Linked DNA regions of Anser cygnoides: region 2 is linked to region 1. A link is a contact called in public Hi-C data. All regions are on one chromosome and are shown on one strand. The core of a region is the stretch at or near the end of the contact, and the rest is flanking DNA. Distances in the headings are between cores, read along the strand shown.

The links. A called contact is a pair of places that touch in the nucleus more often than the background predicts.
Region 2: a contact with region 1 is called in a Hi-C map of liver, with 1.8 times the contacts expected there. The contact joins the promoter of SUB1 here to the promoter of MRPL17 in region 1. A contact is called at or near these places in 2 of 7 Hi-C or Micro-C datasets (granulosa cells and liver).

Annotation. Positions count from the first base shown.
Region 1 is chrZ:64,629,109-64,632,675 of Taihu_goose_T2T_genome, forward strand. MRPL17 (mitochondrial ribosomal protein L17) reads right to left here and starts at 1,580. Exons shown (of 3, transcript XM_048052283.2): 1 at 1,357-1,580; 2 at 1,213-1,281; 3 at 519-1,100. The coding sequence starts at 1,530. The coding sequence ends at 828. It overlaps ARHGEF39 (Rho guanine nucleotide exchange factor 39), which reads left to right. Exons shown (of 11, transcript XM_048052280.2): 11 at 1-530. It overlaps CCBE1 (collagen and calcium binding EGF domains 1), which reads right to left. Exons shown (of 10, transcript XM_066989111.1): 10 at 2,048-3,567.
Region 2 is chrZ:64,791,679-64,795,245 of Taihu_goose_T2T_genome, forward strand. It overlaps SUB1 (SUB1 regulator of transcription), which reads left to right and starts at 1,640. Exons shown (of 5, transcript XM_066988328.1): 1 at 1,640-1,643. It overlaps PDZD2 (PDZ domain containing 2), which reads right to left. Exons shown (of 22, transcript XM_066988321.1): 22 at 2,946-3,567.

The sequences.
Region 1 (3,567 bases), core at 330-2,829:
TCAGTCTCTGGAAAAATGTATTTTTTTTTTACACTCATAAGCTGCAGCTACAACTGTCAAGTACGAATCAAAGGTAAAGCCAGCACTTTAAGTTTCATATCTGCATTTGCATTATTCTCTGAAGAAGTTCTGCCACTATCTCTTTTTTGCTCTAAGAGAACAATACAGAGATTTCTTGCAACTCTGTAGCTGAGGTGTCTTACCAAGCTCAAGAGTATCAACTTATTCCTGTCCATGTTGCCAGCCTTATAACCCAAGTCTCATTGGTACTGCTGCTTTTAAAACTTGTTTCAGTGGTACCATCCTAATTTGTGTTCAGCTCTGCTGCAACAGTACAACCAGGCTGATTTTTCACTGTATTTGCAGCCCTGAAGGCCTGCACACTGGCTTCTAGAGAACTTCAGTTCTATCACAGCGGAGACACTATCCCAGTGTGTAGGACCAGAAGATGTAATAAACTCAGTTTTGGGGGAAGATTAATGCATGTGCAGAGGAATATAATTCAAATAAAAGCAAACTCACTTTCTAAATAGTTTATTTACACAGTGAATATCAATCATTAGGGCTCCCAGCTTGATTTCCTTCTCTTGCTGAGTATGCAAGCACAGGAAGGGGCAAGTAAACCTCAAGCTTGTGCTGCTGTTGTGACAATTTAAGGCTAGGAATAAGCCCTGCGACCTCTTGGGACATCTTTTGATCCCGTGCTTCAGAAGAGCACTGAGGCATCTCCTCCCAGAGGGCAAACCCACTGCACAGTGCGCGGGCAGCTTATGGCAAACCCCATCCCCGTAAATCTGTGGGATGCCCCTTGGGGCACAGGGGGCTGCCTACAGCGGCGTGCCCTCGGGCAGCCGCGGGGCTGCCTCCCGCCGGCTGTCCTCCCTGTACCCCTTCAGCAGCTGGTTGAGCAGCGTCTTCTCGCTGTCGCGGCGCGGGCGGATGAGCGGCGGGTAGGGGTTCCCCTTCAGCTCGATGACTGCCATCTTGGCGCGGTCCGTGCCGTCCCGGCTGGGGATCTGCAGCAGGCGGGTGTAGCTGCCGGGGTGAGGCTGGAAGCGGGGCGCCAGCACCTTGAACAGCTTGTGGATGAGGTCCTTCTCCTGCGGGGAGGCACGTTCAGCTCTGGGACTGGGGGGGGACACAGAAGGGACCGGGGGGGACACGAAGAGGATGAGGGGAACGGGGGGGAAGGGGATGAAGGGGGGTGCCTACCGTCAGCCAGAAATTCGCCATGCGCATGGCTCGCTCGTCAGTGTCCCCCCGCTTGGCGTAGTCGATGAGCTGAGGGGAAGCAGCGCCCGTTATCGCCCGGTAACGCCCGGTGTGTGCCCCCCCAGCCCCGTCCCGCCCCCTCACCCGCTCGGCGTAGCCCCGCATCTCGTCGGCGCGCGCCCAGGGCGCCTCGAGCCGCTCGTGCCGCACCAGCGCCGTCACCAGGTTGCGCAGCAGGTCGACGCGGGACCGGGGGCCCGACCCCAGGCGCCGGTACAGGCGCCCGTGAGAGATCGCCGCCGCCACCGACAGCCGCATCCCGCCCGCCTCGCCGTCGCGCCCCTGTGACGGTTTAGCGGTGCGCGCCTAAAGCGGTAATGGCGTCCCTATGGGGGCGGTGGGGAAGGCCGCGCGAGGCATGCCGGGAGTTGTAGTTCCGCGCCGCCCCCCGCCGCCATTTTCCGTCGCCGCCTGTGAGGCAACGGAGGCGCCGCCTCCCGTCCCAGCCCGCGGGGGTGGGCTCTGCGGGGAGGAAGGGGAGCGGCCGCGTTGCCTGCTCCGCTTGGCGGCGCCCGCGGCCCTCACAGGACCGAGCTGGGAGGCAGAGGCCGTGCACAGCCCTCACGTTTATCCCGCTTTTTCCCCATTTCCACACACACAAACCCACCCTATCCTGCAGTACCTCGTGCCCCCTTATCCCTGCTCGTGGCCGGCTCTACAGGCCAGCTCCAAAACAGATCCTAAACTGCAGCTTCATAATTCCTCCCACTCATTTCTTCCACCCAACGTTTTCGTCCGCAAGCGAAAGGATGTGTAACAAAAGCAACTACCAACAGCATAAGAAAAAATAGCTTTGTTGTTACGAATACATCATAAAATCACAATCATTTTATACATATTTTAGTATTTCATATATAAATAAAATGGCCTGTATGGTTATTGGAATGTGTAATAGGAACAAACATACGGATTTTAATGTGAAATTAACAAATTCTTGGACCCCACCTCATCTTTTGTTGCTTCTCTGGGGCTTAACATATTAACTCTGAAATACTTCTCGGAAGAACGTTACTCAAGCTGTGATGCCAACAATAACTCCAGGGATTATTGTAATTCCATTTACAATCACTTTTCCAATCCTTTTCCTGGTTTACCCTGACCATATAGCAATTTCTGTGTGTCAGTATTTCAGCTTTGCAAGAAAGACTAATCCTGTATGTACCTGGCACAGTGTTGAAAGAACATTTTCCAAGCTTTATGATTCTGTTAAACTTATTAACAACCAGTATTTTCCCATCACTACACACTCTTGCAAATGTTTCCATTAAATATATTTCCAATATTAATAAAATAACAAACTCTTTATTATCCTTCTGCTTATAACTTGATGTCTTAACATCAAAATAATATTTCTTTCTAATAAAATTATACATAGTATTTATATGAAAAAAAGTTGTCATGTGCATGAGCCTAGTAAAGACTAGACATGTAGATGTTTCTACATTCTTATTTTGGATTCTTGGGTAGTTATTTTTGGAGCCACAGAGTAATAAATAATTTACAAGGTAATGACTTCCCTCTCTCTGGTAACCAGGCTCAAAATTGGAAACGACTCCTCTGGTCTGGCTTTATAAAACTTTGGGTATGCTGAAGAAATCATCATTTTTTTCTATCTGAATGTCTGTGTGTATTTCTCTAGAAATTGTAGTGAAATGTTTCTGATACAATATGTTATGAAAGCTATCATACAATTAATGAGAAATAAAATTATAAAAGTCTACACAAAGATCTTAGCCGGATGCAGACAGAAGGCTGAACATTCCCAGATAGCTGTGCTCAGAGGGGCTCTCCCTGCTGGAGGAATTCCTGTGTCTTGTGGGGTGGATTTGGCCTTACCATGTTGTCCTCTCACCACTGCCGGGACTCAGCCAACAGCACTTTGGGGCAAGGAGTCTGTGGAAAGAGGAGTGTGAAGCACAAGGACAAATTCAAGGAGCTCTTTCCTTCACCTTTTTATGGAGGAAACATGTCTGCTGGAAAACAAAAACAAAAACAGCTCTGGGCTGTGAAAAAACTTGCAGACTCCAGAAAGGGAAGTTATTGAGCTCATCATTCAAACAGGCATGTAAAAATGCACCCTATTTTATGTTTGCAAGTCTGTAGGACAGCTTCCTGCACTCAGAGTGAGGCATGTATTTTATCTACTTTTCTGATCCACTCTAAGAAGTTCCCTAAATACTTATGCAAAGCAGGATATTGTTGCCTTCCCCTGAATTCAATGGTCAAGCTTTCAATGTAGAAACTTCTCATTTGGTACTTGTGGAAAAGCAGAGTTTAGAACGCAAGTAAGTGCCT
Region 2 (3,567 bases), core at 390-2,889, 160 kb after region 1:
CTTTTCCAAGCGCTGCGCTGCAGGGACTCACGGGCAGGTTTCTTCTTACGCCTTCCCCTCCCCGCTCCCAAAAGGGACGTGACTGAGCTGTGACGGAGGCACAAGGCCCTGTTCGCTCCAGGTCCCTCCTGCCAGGATGAGGAATGAGGGCAGTCACTTTTACTGGCAGCAGCCAGGCTGTGCCCAGCACTGTGTCAGGGCAGGCAGCACGTCGAGGAAATCGTTTCACCAGGTAGGGAAAAACTGCAGGAACTCCAGCTTCATGGAGCTTGTTTGCTCAGCGCAGAGATACCAGCCTGATTCAGCTGCCCAGGGAGGTAAGGCTAGCGTACGCGGAACTAGCAGATGACAGGCAAGAAGGTTCTGGTTTTATTGCTGATTAACTTCAGAAAATACCCTGACTAATGGAAAACATCGTTCCAGTCACAGCTTTGCACAATGCAGGGCAGAAGGGCAACCCCCTGTTTGGGAAGAAGATGGTTATTTACATCAGGAAGTTTGTTGGGAAGGATTTTACATTTTTTAAAGGGGGAAAAAAAAAAACATTTTAGAAATTTTCTTAATTGTGATTAATTTGTGAAATCTTTTAGCTGAGTCAAGTGCTTTGAGGAACACATGACTGCACAGAAAGGGCAAGACTTGGCTGGCTTTCCCTCTAAAGGAGAAGTCTGAAATGGGCCACAGCTCCTTTTGCCAGGGCAGGTGATGGCCCTCTGCATTCAGCAGTGCTCCTTGGTGAGAAGATCCCACGTAAACTCCTTTACCAGAAACAGCAGGGACCGGCCCCAGATAACACCGCATCCCTTGTTTCCCATGCACCCATTGGGGCAGAGCTGCTGGACACAGGATGGAGGTGATGTGAGAGCACTTATATGACCTGAGAGTGTATAGGAAGAAAAAAAAAAAAAAGCACCAAAACTTCTGGACCAAAGGTCTGAAGCTCCCAGGACAAGGCAAGGGGCTGGTGGTGCAGAGAGGACATGACACCTGGCAACCGGCAGCAGAGCTCGGGGTGGTTTTGCTCCCCCTCACAGATTTTGACAGAATCCCAGAAATCTAGACAGGTCCATAAATGACCACACCAGAGGCAAGTGGACCCTAAGTCAGGGTGAGAGATGTTAACAGACCAGGAGAGCAGCAAAGACATCAGAAATCGTAAATAAACCAGAACTTTTCAGGCAGGATGATAAACTTGAGTGCAAAAAAGTCAATGCCTCTACTTATCTCATTTAGATCTCAGCCCTGTATGGTAGTGATATGGGAATCAAAAAAAAGTTGTGACCCAAAATGTAAAGTCCTCCTCCTTTTTGTGCTAATTTCCCCCATGGACCAATACCCCCAGGCTTTCAGAAAAAAATTAAAAAAAAAGTCTCTGAAACATACTTGGGGTGGATAAAACCAAAACCTAACTTTCTACCGTTGTACATAGCTTAGGGCATAAATGATGTCCCAAGTGCTAACCCATTTATGGATTAAGTCCATCGTGTCTAGTCTCTGCTGTATTTCTCTGTAATGAGCCACTGTCTGGGGCAATTAAGATTTTAATTAATGGTTTTGAAGACTCATCCTACCAAAGCCAGGCTGCTCTGAGGCTTGACCCTATGGATACCCAGCCTTATGTTAGGAGGACATGGGAGAAGGACAGACAAGAGGGCTGCCTTTGTCTAGGAAAGGGGCTCGGGGCAGCTTGGAAGCCAAGGCACCACCTTTTTTTGCAGGGTGATTCAGCACAAGAGCCGGGACTTTTCCCTCTGCACGTGACTCTTGTTCACTCTCGCACCCTTCTGGTGTAGCAGGTGGAAAAGAAACCAAAAGTAAACGCGGCAGCCTGTGGGGCGTGAGCCTAAAGACGAGGGCGATGCCTTTGGAGCAGGGGGAGCAATTGCCTTCCTCCCCTCTCAGAAAGGCCCACCAGCCCTTTCGGCAGCACTGTGCACCACAGGAACTGGTGTGAAGCTACCAAGGCTCGGCAGGAGGGAGGTGGGCGAGCACCGAGCAGAGGCACGCGAGTAAGAGGGCAGGGCTGGGGGGGCGAGCCAGCCGGGAGTTTCCAGCCATGCAGCTGCTGCGAGCGCCCAACCCAGCGCTCAAAACACGGAGCAATGCACAGCGACTCAGGAAGGCCTGTGAGGAGGATATAAATGCCTAACCCACCATTTCCTTCCCCCGGCTCAGCCTACCTCGCAGCAACTAGCTGACATGTCCGGGCACCTACAGGCAGCGCTGGTTTGGGGCGCCACTGGCATTCCCCGTGTCGAAGTAGCTCCTGAGGAGGACATCTGGACAGTGCTTTCCAGGCCAACTCATCCTTCTGGGAGCCACACTGCAGTGGCAGCGAAGATGGCTGTGTCTGTAGAAAGGTGGATGCCAATGTTCCCAGTTCAGGGGTTATGGCCTTACCTCCTGCCATGAGTGCTGCTGCAGCTCCATGCAGCACACAGAGGTTACATCCAACCCAGTGCACACCACCAGCATACTGGGGTTTTGGAGGGGAGCTTACCCTCAGGGAAGGTTGGAGACAACAGCAAATACCAGGCCAGGACTAGCTGTATATACATTTTCTCTTGTACATACAGCCCGTCCCCCTATAGCCCAGTTGCTTGGCAGGAGGTTGAGAGGCTTGCTCCTAAGGAAAACTGCATTACACCTTTGCCATCTGCATTTTCCTTGCTAAGGGGCAGGAAAAAAAAAAAAAAACACATCTTTCCAAGATACCATAGCAGGTCCTAGAAAACACATTTTAACACTTCATAAGTGCCTTAACTCTTTTTACACTGAACGACAGTTCTTAAAGGGCAGTATTTTACTTCTAGCTTAGATGCCCATCCTGACAGCACTAATGCTTGGGTCCTTGTGCTCTCCAGGACAGCGTCATCTCTTCGATGTCACCTACAGCCGTGGACCAGCCAGACTTTGGTGTAACAGAAATAAAATACCTGGAGGAGTACTAAGGATACCATTTATTTTCAAAATCACTAAAAAACCCAAACAAAACAGTTTATGGCGATACAGATTTACATAACAGAGACAGCAAATTGGAAAATGTACAATCTATTTCATGTTATTGCACTCACTGTTTATAATATACAAGGCATTTTAAACAGTTTTCATTAGAAGAAATTTTATTTATATAAATAAAAGTGTAAATATACAATATTATACAAGAAGTGTATCAGGCTAATACACAAAACCTACCTATAGTGGGATCCCCATTTCTCACAAAATCTAGTCTACTCATCAAATATTTGCACGTGTACATTTACATACCCTAAACATAGAAACAGGTAAACATTCCCATCTGGGAATGGTCCCTTCAGATTTTGAAAAGAACCACTGCAGAATATTAACTAGGGTTAATTTTAAGTGAGGATTATTAGAAAACGAGTCAATCAATGGTTTCTTAATACTTATCTGCCCTCATTATTTTTTTTTATTTTTTAGCAAGAAAATGATCAGATATTGCTCCCTCGCTAATTTAGGCCTAACCTCACAGTTTTGTTTTGTTTTTTTCTGAACACAGGTGCAGTCCCCAAAGACGCTGGGAAGAGCTTCCAGGCACAAAAGGCT